Regions from separate parts of the Mus musculus genome. Here regions 1 and 2 are each linked to region 3. The links are chromatin contacts, called in public Hi-C maps. All regions are on one chromosome and are shown on one strand. Each heading gives the region's core, a stretch centred on a gene start, on an enhancer-like site or on the middle of the called end of the contact. The rest is flanking DNA. Distances are from core to core; before and after follow the strand shown. Region 1 has its middle 28 kb from the start of Gm22367. Region 2 overlaps Herc3 (hect domain and RLD 3). Region 3 holds the start of 8430415O14Rik (a long non-coding RNA gene).

Region 1 (3,308 bases), core at 669-3,168, 110 kb after region 3:
AAAGAGTTGAGGCTGAAAAACTAGGTTGTATTCAAACTGTTAAAGGCAATACAGACTGTGCTAAATGATTATCTGTGCCTCAGAGCACTTTGTAGTAATTACTTCATCCATCATGCGAAGGAAAGGGTAGGATGACATCAGTGGATTTCCTGGGTGGAATTGCTCTAAACACTAATCTTAGTTAAAAAAAAAGAAACCTATACCACCAGAAATTACAGTTACTTCATCTTCTAAGCCTGATACCCACTAAATACAAATGTTTCTTACTAATGGCCAGCAATTGTCTGTTGCCTCTGCAATTCCCACATCCCTTCTTGTGTCTTAATGCCCCAAATTTGGACCTGCATGGAGTTTCCAAGGATGACTACCTCTGTGGCTGTAGAGGTGAATCAAGTAATCTATATTTCTAGTTTGGTATCTGTTGTTGTCATAAATACCACAACCAAAAGCAACTTAGGGAAGAAAGGGCTTATTTGGTTTAAATGTCATGATCATAGTCCATCATTGACAGAGCAAGGGCAGAAACTCAAGTAGGAGGTGAGGTAAAAGTCATGAGGAAAGCTGCTTACTGACTGATTTTCATGGTTTGCTCAGCCTGCTGAGTTATACAACCCAGAGTCACCTGCCCAGAGGTGGCAACACCCAGTGGGCTTGTTCTTCCCACATCAATTATCAATCAATAAAATGTTCCACAGATATGCCTAGAAGCCAATCTGATGGAGGGAATTATCAACTGATGTTCACTCTTCTCAGCTGACTCTTGTTTGTGTCAAGTTGACAAAGAGTAACCAGTAATGAAGTTCACTGTCTGCTATCCATAGCAGTTGCTCCAGTGACTATATCTAGGATGAACCAGAGATTGCTCTGTTCAACTTGTTATATGCTAGGAAACAGTGCTAGGTGAGAGGCTTTCTGAATTGAGTGGAGGCATTGGCTGCCTTGTCCTGTCATAATTCTTCCAGGATGTCTGTGCAAAAATCAGCGGAGGAAAAAAAGAAAAACTATTTTTCCTGTTTTATTTTATTTTTAAAAATTTTATTACACAATTTTGTACACAGTATATTTTGAGCATATTCTTTCAACTTCTTCAACTTCTTCAGAATTTTCCCTACCTCCCTACCCATCCAACTCCATACACCATCACATCCAGTTTTAGGTAGTACTGAGAATCAAACCCAGGGCCTTTTGGATGCTAGGTAAGCACTCTAAGAGCTACACTCTCAGCCCTAAACCATACAAAGTATTTTAACATGAACCAGAAAAAAGTTAAACTACATTTTTTGTTGAGTATAAATCTCAAGATGAGAATAAAATAAAATTATATTTAAGAACAAGTTTATAAAAGTAAAGATTGGAATATAATGTGGTAATAGATTTACAGAAACATTATTCATTCATTCAACAAACTAGCTATGCTAATAATATGCCAGACTCTAGGTTATAAGGATCAATAACTCACAGCACAGCCTGGTCTGATTTAGAAACAGATTAAGGAAACGTACAATGAATCTCCACCAACATACACTTCACACAGTCATCTCCCAAGGCCTTCTTTGAAGTCCCCTGGCATGGACTGGGAGCCATCACTTCTATTGTGTGCATGTCAGTTTAATATTATTTTGGCTATTTCTTTTTCTACCTTTCAGTTGAGTTTAAATAATCAGGAGATTATTTAAAGACTTCTTTACCTAATAGCCCTTAAGACAAAAATAGTCTCCCTTGGGAGTGACGGTCAGTCCATGCTCAACACAAGTTATGAAAGATTCAGGTTCTCCAGGTGAGGGGTTTGCTTCCTGTAGCACAGCTTGTCCCAGATGGAGTTACCCAGCCTCCTCTGAATCACTACTGGGTATAAGGAAACACCACATAAAGTGCCAGCCTGTGCTGTCGCTGTGACTAGTGAATTGTGCAAATCCGAGTCAGCAGTCTTATGCCTTCAGCCAACACCCCTGAACACAGGCAGGTTAGCCGGTCAGCCATCACTAAGTAGTAAGATTTCAGAGTCTTCAGTTCTCATTTACTGGAATACTGCCATAGGAACCCCTGGCAGCCACCTGGAATTAGAAAACAAGTTGGTCTAAAATGAAGTCAACACAGCATCAAAGCAAAATGATGAAAAGTTCATGATATTTTCAGGATTTCAGACATATGAGCCAGTACATCTTCTTGCTGATTAAGTAGCTGAGAATGCTGAAATCAAAGGTATTTTTGATAGTTCTTGTGGAATCAAAATTTTTAGATCAAAAATATATGTGGCTTAAACACAGCTCAAGCTAACTTTGGACTAATCACATGTTCCTCTGGCTGAATATCAATGCAACAGGACTGTGGATTTAAAGGTCATTGGCTAAGCTGAGTGTTTGGCAGAAGGAGTGCGTAAACAAGGTCACGTTCTGTAGCAGCACACACAAAGGGAAGTTAGTAAAACCTTCTGGGTTTCTAGGGTGTAAAAAGACAGCTGTCGACATATCTGGGAAATAGGCTTTGTTATCTGGTTTTCAGTTGTCTCACAGACCTGACAGAAGGATTAATAATAATAATAATAATAATAATAATAATAATAATAATAATTTATTTACAGATCCAAGAATTCCTAGGCTCAGCAAAAGAACTGTGTGGTGACTGGAGGATGAGACCTTTAAACTCTAGAGTGGGAGAACAGTTTGGAGATTGTGTTTAACCACAACGGTTGAATGAATCACTATTATTTAGTAAGACCTCAGTAAAAAGGGACAGAGTGCAGTTTCCAGAGTTTTTGAGTTGCAAATCCAATGAAGCAATGTGGAGAGTGACATACTGGGAGGCCATGGAAATTCCTGGTCCTTCCTCAGCATCTTGGCTTTTGCATTTCTTACATCCAGCTGCTGCAGGGTTGCTTCCTTTATAATGAACTGGAGAACCAAAGTGAAGTGCATGTGAGAGTTCTCAGCCACACAGTGTTGTTGGGGTGAGAGGACAGGAGTGTGGAAATCCTACATGTAAGCCAGCTGGCGCTGCATGCAAGTTACAACCTGGAATGTGATTGGTGTCTGAAGTCTTATGGGACTTTATTCCTTAGGTTTATACTAACTCTGGGTTGCACCCTTTTGAAATGAGCTCAATTCAGGCCACCTATTTGATATATCTAGCAAGGCTTATTCAGTGCACCAGCTGTTAGGTACACACACATATCCCTGGCTCTGAAGTGTGTTCTCATTTGAAGGATTATTTGCTGGGTCTTGCCTTTCGCCACTGAACTCCTTTTTTTTTTTTTTTTTTTTTTTCTCAAAATGCTGCACACTCCAGATGCCCCCGAAGTGTGTCCTGTC
Region 2 (3,355 bases), core at 34-2,533, 84 kb before region 3:
TGGACAGGGGTTGCAGAGTAGAGTTGACAGGGTGATGGGAAGCAGCCTGGAGTCTGCTCTTCTACAGGGACCCGGGGCGCCCAGGGAGCCCTGCTTATATGCACCCCAGCACAGGAGAAGGCTCCGTGGCCACGTGGGATTGGTCAGTCTGCAGGCACCCAATTTGCATGCACTCACAAGGGAGGGGTTGGCGCCAAATTCGAATTGACACCTGCGCAGTGGTGGTGTTTATGACAACGGCAACCGGAAACCGGCGCCATCTTGGAGTTGGCTTCCCACACTGGAGCTTGTGCAGACTCAGCCCCAAACATACTACTCAGCCACATGATTGCCCTGGTTCTGAGAAGCAACAGAATGCCGGAGATGAAAATCAGTTCTTTTCATGAGTGGACTGCCTCAAAGAGCTCTATCGCCCATGCTTCCCCTGGAGCCCATTTCCTTAGTCTGCTACCACAGGCCCTGTTGAGGCCTGAGGTTCATGTGGATTGTTCGTGACTGGGCTGCCACTAGAGGCCGGGTAGATGTCTATAGTCTGTTAGACTACAGGAAGCCATGTTGGTGTCCATGGTCTCCAGATTGGCACTAGAGGCTATGTCGATGTGAGTGGCCTGTGCAACCACCTGAGGCCATTCTGAAGTCCCTAGTTCATGTGGTTGCCAGAAACTTTGTAAAAGTCCATGATCTGTGTTCCTGCTGACTGTAAAAGGCAAGGAAGCTACTATTTCCGTGGTATCACTGACTACAGACTCACAGTTGAGAAAGCTTCTGTGACGCCTCCTCCCCGTGAAAACCACAGCAGCCTAGATAGAAAGCCATCAAAGAGAACTGTTAAAACATTGTGATAAGGATGCTGAAGTGTAGTTCTCCATAATGGCTTCTGGCAGGAGTGTGGTTAGGGAAGGACTCAGTTTTCTTTAAGGTGCCGGCTACTGTAATGTGACCATACTCCACTGAGTATATAGACAACATACATTGGACTTGGTTTTTATATTATTTTTTCTTCTTTTGTAGAAGGAGGTCACAACAGTGGGGAGGAGGCAGACCTGGGAGGATCAGGGTTCACGATGTGAAATTCCCAAATAAACAAGAAAAAAAATACTATATTGAAAAAATAAAAAAGGAAAGGAAGAAGATGAGATGGAAGAGGGAAAGCCAGTAGTGGTTTATCTTATTTGTTAATAATGTGCCACAGTCTTTATTTGAAAACTGAAAGGCGTACAGAGTGAATATCTTTGTAGGCTCTGTAGAGGGCAGTGCGAGTGAGACATTCAGTGGTTTGCACAAGCCTTCAGAGACAGAAATCTGAGAAATCTTGACATCTTACTGGTGCATCAGAGGAGATGCACACATGGGGAGTATTTGTCTTTAGATGTCAATACTGGGCACATGCAAGGAAGAGAAGGTGGAGCCAGAACAGAGGTAGCTCTATTTTAGTATCAGGGTTTATATGTCTATGTACAGAGCCTCCTGGTCAGCATATCTAGGAAGTATTGATTTCATATTTAAGAAAGGATGTTTCTGATTCTTCAGCTCTGAACTTTACTTATCTATGGTTCCTGTTTCATATAGTTTGAAAAATGAATTTATGCCATAGGTACAACTCTGTTGCAGGCAGAGACCTTGAAGTTCATTGTTACCATAGAACCTTAAGTTTGTGAGACCCATTTCTGGGAAATGGATAACCCAGGATAAGCAGCCTTATAAGATGTGATCAATTCAATACTTACATTCAAAATATTTTGATATATTAGTATGAAAGTAAACTACACTGACCTGCATTATGTGTGCACTGACCTGCATTATATGTTCTAGACTTGGTCCCATGGACTGGAATTGTCTCTGGTGTTTCTCAGTGTAGAGAAATGTTCTAAAATCCCTCAAGGAATATAGCTCTAAAGTATCAATAGGATGAACTGTAATTATTATTGCTATTGTACGACTTCATTTAAATATGCATAAACACAAAAGGAAGTATAGTTCTTATTCATATAATATACATAAACCAAACTAAATAAGAAAACATTATGGTCAGCCAAATGCTGAGTTTCAACAGCTCAGAGTGGTGAGCTAGTGTGTCCCTGGAAGCGAATGTTCCAGCATTCTAGAGAAGGACTTTCAGCCACCAGGCGCAGGCTTCATTCTCCCACAGGCCTTCTAGAATGATTCAGCGCTTTTTCTCCCTCTGCTGTTAGATCTTATTCACGGAGCAAGCTAGTATTAGTATCCTTAGTAACTGCAGCATCTACCAAGCAACAATTTCTTTTTCTTTTCTCAGTGTTCTCACACAGTTGAATGTTTATAACCCGCCCACGCAGTCATTAACAGATAAGTGTAAATTGTGTGATTACACACAGGTAAGAAGAGATCTTTCAGAATGTTTTTATTTTGTTCAGAGAATCATTTTGAGAACACAGAACATTCTAGGAGACATTAAAGCAACAGCAGCGTAGCCCACTCAGGTCTCTTAGCATGAATTTTGCTCATTGTTTTCTTTTCAAGATGATCTTAATTGCTCATTTTTGTGTTTCTGTTAAAGATATTTACTACATAATGTCATGAGCACAGCGTGCTAGAAACATAGATGGATATGTTTGTGTCTTACTGCAGTATCAGTTTATTAAAAAACAGTGAATTCACATTTACTAGTTATTTTCCACATTGCTGTGACTATAAGCCTGAAAAAAAAAAAGCAATTTAAAGAGGTTCAGAGGGATGCAGTCGCTCATGGGGGATGAGGCATAGCAACGGGAGCAGCCGAATTCATGGTATCTTTCAGGAGTTTAGTCACTCAGATAGCTCTCTTTCTCTCCCTCCTCTCTCCCCTATCCCATCCCATCCCTTCCCTCCCCTCCCCTACCCCTGCCCTCCCCTCTCCTCCCCTCCACCCCTACCTTCTCTGAGTAAGAGGATCATAAGCATGCATCACCATGCTCAGTCTATATAGTGCTGGGAATCAAACTGAAGGTTTTATATGTGTAAGGCATGCACTCCACTAACTGTTCTACCCCCTTAATCTGGCATTCTCTTTATTCTGGCCAGGAACCCAGCCCATAGGATGATGTTTCACACTTCCCTGGTGATTAATTTCCCCTTTTAACACCCTTACCAATATATCCAAAATGCTTTTCAGAAGATTATAAATTGACCATATGAGCTAGCTATCACAATAGCTGGCCATTAGAAAATTACAAGCTCTTTTGTGCTAGTCTTAATTATTAGTCTTACCTGTGAAACCCTAGGTTATATTTCACACAGTATACACACAGGTTACACCTTGTCTACAGAAGAGTTCAAGAAGCCGGAGTTCAGAGGCCATGTGAAAAGCAGCTGCTCCCAGGGCTGCTGAGTCCAGAGG
Region 3 (3,465 bases), core at 504-3,003:
GGTGTATTTTTCTAACCTTGTGGAAAACATCCTGCCCAGCCTTCTAAATAAAATGCTGCTTCCTTTACACTTTTATTCTCTGCAGACAAATTCTTTCCTGGAATGATTTCTATGAAGCTCTACATCAGCTTCTAACCACTCTGAAGAGCTTGTTCAGGGTTATTTTAAGTTATGTGTGTTGAGAGAGAAATTTACATTTGTGATTAACCAAGAGAAATAATCAAACTGAGTCTATTTCAGGGGAGGAGCAAGGAAGAGACAGTAGCTCATTTGAATTCTGGATTCAGACTCTTCTTTTTATTTAAAAGCTATATAATAGCCCATACCACTGAACTCAAATACGGTATTTATTTATCTGGGCTTTTGCTTTTATTTGGGCAACAGTGATCTCTCTAAGACTCTTAAGGTTAGAGAAGCTAGATTGTTGCCAATTTATAGATTAAAAAGACATATGCTTATTTCAAAGTGGTCAAAAATAAATGTCAAACCAATAGATATCCTGAAATAGACTAGTTAAATTTCACATGAAGCAAGTCAACCATGCCCTCTTTTGTTCTCTGAATATTTTGAGTTGGAATGATCTGAGAAAATTTCAGATCTGCTGCCTAATTATATGAAAACAACCAAAACAGGTTTCTTAGATTATAGGGGGAAAACATGAAAATTAAGCGGTCTGTTCTCACAGAGCTCCCTAGGTCAGGACAATAAGTAGGATAGCCTTTCACCCTGTGGGCTCTTCCCATGGACTTTTGATGATTAGATGAGAACTGAGGAGTGGGCAAGGATTGGGACAGGGCATACCCACACAAGCAGGGCTGCTTTTCCTAGTTGTGACTCTGTTAAGTCATTATGGGCATTCGGCTGCCTTACTAAAGCCAGGAGCCCATTTCTCTCTATGGCCTTCAGGCACACACTAGAACAGTGACACAGATTTGAGTGTAGACAGAGGGATAGAGGAGGCAGCTTGAACCCTCCCTTGATATAGTTGAGAGAAAGCTCACTTCTTCAGATATCAGAGTAAATTTCTGATGTCTTCATCAGAAGGCTCTAGAAAAGAACAAGCTAAAACCATGTCAGAGGTCTTCAGCAAAGAACTGCTTTCAATCAATGTTCCCAATGATGTGTTAACCAGATTTTTAAAAAAATGTATACATTAAAAGATAGAAGAGAAGCAAAGAAGAATATCTTTCTTAAAAACTTGGAATGTATACTTCAGGAAGTGAATAATGTAGTGGAGTGTGGCTGGTGGGTAGCAGGGGCTAGCTAAGGCATGAGGGTAGTGGGTGAGATGGTGGGTGGCTGATTTTCTGGAGTGTACCACAATCAGGGCAGCACTCTTGGTGGCTTAAAAATATACTGCAAGGTGACACCAGGACAAAGAGCCTGCATATTTTCCTTTCTTGTATTGCAACTACCCTTGGCAACACTAAACAGCATGTTCCTATGCCTGGTAAGGGATTTTGTCTTTTTAAAAATTATTATTAATAGAAACCCAGTTTCTTCTGCATGCATGGCTCATACTCCGATCTGCACAGGCATGTGGTCACAAACCTTGTATATACTTATTCATATATGCTTTTGCAATGCAAAACCCAGATTGCAGATGATCACCTACCTTCCCAGGTCTTCTCATCGCACAATGCTGTCAGGTCCAACTGGGGCATATCTGGGACAAAGCTCTCCTGCTGATCTTCACCATCTTGATTCCTCTGCTGTTTGGTGTCAGATAGACTGGGATGCTCCTGAATCTTCATCGTGGGGTTCTGAAAAAAACAGCACAGTGTGCCCTAATAGCTACTGTTCACCAAAATGCAAAAACATTTGCATCAATCCACGCCTTCTAAATGCAACCTCCCAAGCCACAGCTGCTAACATTTCCACTGCAGAAATAAAAAACAGGGCTTGATGCCCCCTGGGCACTATCTGGCTACTCTCATGCAAATAGCCACTGTCCATCTGCCAGCCTTTAACTTTTCTTCTTGGAGGGGAGAGGCAAGATGATTTCCTTAGGCTGCTCCTCCAGATAACTCCAAGCAGCTGACAGGTCTTGAGTGATTACTGACTAAGACCGGAAAGAAGGAGAAGGAGTTTATGTTTCTTAAAGGAGCATGGCCCATCGGACGGTAAACAACAACAAAAAGCTGGCCACGGTTGCTAAGGCTGTGGCAGCAACATGGTGTGTCTGGCAAGCGGTGGCTTTGCCGCTTAGGTAAACATTCCTGCAAGGGAAAGGGAGAAGCTGGGGCCACCACAGTCTTCTGAGCCTTCAGGCTTAGATCGATTAAATGGGGCTGTTTTCTCTAGAGTGTGGGGAGAACAGACTATTTATGGAGGCGCTCTCTGGGTATTAAAACATTGTTGCGCAAATTCAAATGGCTGGGGTTTGGTGTTTCATCTCAGCTAGCTGTGAGAAACAGACCCTGAAAACAAGCCAGGGATACAGGGAGAATGATCTTCCCTCCGAGTAAAAGTAAGAGCTGGCAAGTTGGGGATGTGTAATTTTATCCTAAAAATACGCAGTTGTCATTGTTTTTCTATTTATTCAGTTAACCTTGAATACTAAAGCTGCATTTGGCTCTGCCATTGGTGGTACTCACACCTGGCTAGGAAATGATGGAAGGGAAAAACCTTCCCTAAAATGCAGATATTTAAGCTAAGTTCTTTTGTGTATGTGTGTGTGTTTAAAATGGCAGTTAAATGAATTCTTTTGCAACAAAATTGTCTTTGTAACTTGTTCTCTTGGCATATTGTAATTTAAGCTGTTATAGCTCTTCTAGCGTTCAGGAAATCATAAATGACTGTGCTTAAATATTTTTACTAGAAAATGTACTTTTCATGTAGCATAGATCTGTACAAAATATTTTCTCTGGGGGTAAATGAACATTTATTTTTAGTTATCCTATCATTAATTAGAAAAAAAAAAACCAACAAAAACATCTGGAAACCATAAGTGAATTCACTAATGTAGGAGATGTTATACTTAAAATAAAGAGCTATTTAAGCCTTCCATCTCCTTTTAGTAGCTGTCTGACCCACTTTGAGATCACCCAGGGAATTCCTGGTGCTTTTGTGCTATTCTGTTTCTCTTGAGTGAAGCATGAAGACTGGCAGTTCTTAACATGGTGAACAAAACAATACTTCAATACAGTCACAATGAGCAGTAACATTACAAGAAATACCAAGGTCTTATACTCTAGGGTAGTGGTTCTCAACCTTCCTGATGCTGCGACCCTTTAATACAGTTCCTCATGTTGTGGTGACCCCCAACCATAACATTATTTTGTTGCTACTTCATATCTGTAATTTTGCTACTGTTATGAATCATAATGTAAATATCTGATATGCTCTAGGATATTCTGAAGTTGTTACCTGTCTACTGGAAAGCAGTCATATTACATCAGTCACTGGTTCTGTGAGTTTAGCCTAAGTGGACCAGGGATGAAAGGTTCAACCTGGTATTCAGAT

The links. A called contact is a pair of places that touch in the nucleus more often than the background predicts.
Region 1: a Hi-C map of uterus shows a contact between it and region 3. The contact joins the enhancer-like site here to the promoter of 8430415O14Rik in region 3. A contact is called at or near these places in 2 of 39 promoter capture datasets (embryonic stem cells and second pharyngeal arch cranial neural crest) and 4 of 484 Hi-C or Micro-C datasets (liver, olfactory sensory neurons and uterus).
Region 2: a Hi-C map of olfactory sensory neurons shows a contact between it and region 3, with 2.5 times the contacts expected there. The contact joins the enhancer-like site here to the promoter of 8430415O14Rik in region 3. A contact is called at or near these places in 3 of 484 Hi-C or Micro-C datasets (forebrain, nephron progenitors and olfactory sensory neurons) and 1 of 9 other capture datasets (adipose tissue).

Annotation. Positions count from the first base shown.
Region 1 is chr6:59,069,948-59,073,255 of GRCm38.p6, forward strand. No RefSeq gene overlaps it. Among named protein-coding and RNA genes, the nearest start is that of Gm22367, 28 kb to the right of the region's middle. Within about 2 kb of position 1,919, at least 15 of the 459 cell types and tissues checked have an H3K27ac peak or open chromatin away from gene starts, as enhancers often do. A contact at or near this core is called in liver and uterus, where this site is marked.
Region 2 is chr6:58,880,303-58,883,657 of GRCm38.p6, forward strand. The region is part of intron 16 of Herc3 (hect domain and RLD 3); the gene reads left to right. Among named protein-coding and RNA genes, the nearest start is that of Nap1l5, 25 kb to the right of the region's middle. Within about 2 kb of position 1,284, at least 48 of the 459 cell types and tissues checked have an H3K27ac peak or open chromatin away from gene starts, as enhancers often do. A contact at or near this core is called in adipose tissue and olfactory sensory neurons, where this site is marked.
Region 3 is chr6:58,963,446-58,966,910 of GRCm38.p6, forward strand. It overlaps 8430415O14Rik (a long non-coding RNA gene), which reads left to right and starts at 1,754. Exons shown (of 4, transcript XR_001785268.2): 1 at 1,754-2,209. It overlaps Fam13a (family with sequence similarity 13, member A), which reads right to left. Exons shown (of 18, transcript NM_153574.2): 8 at 1,616-1,763.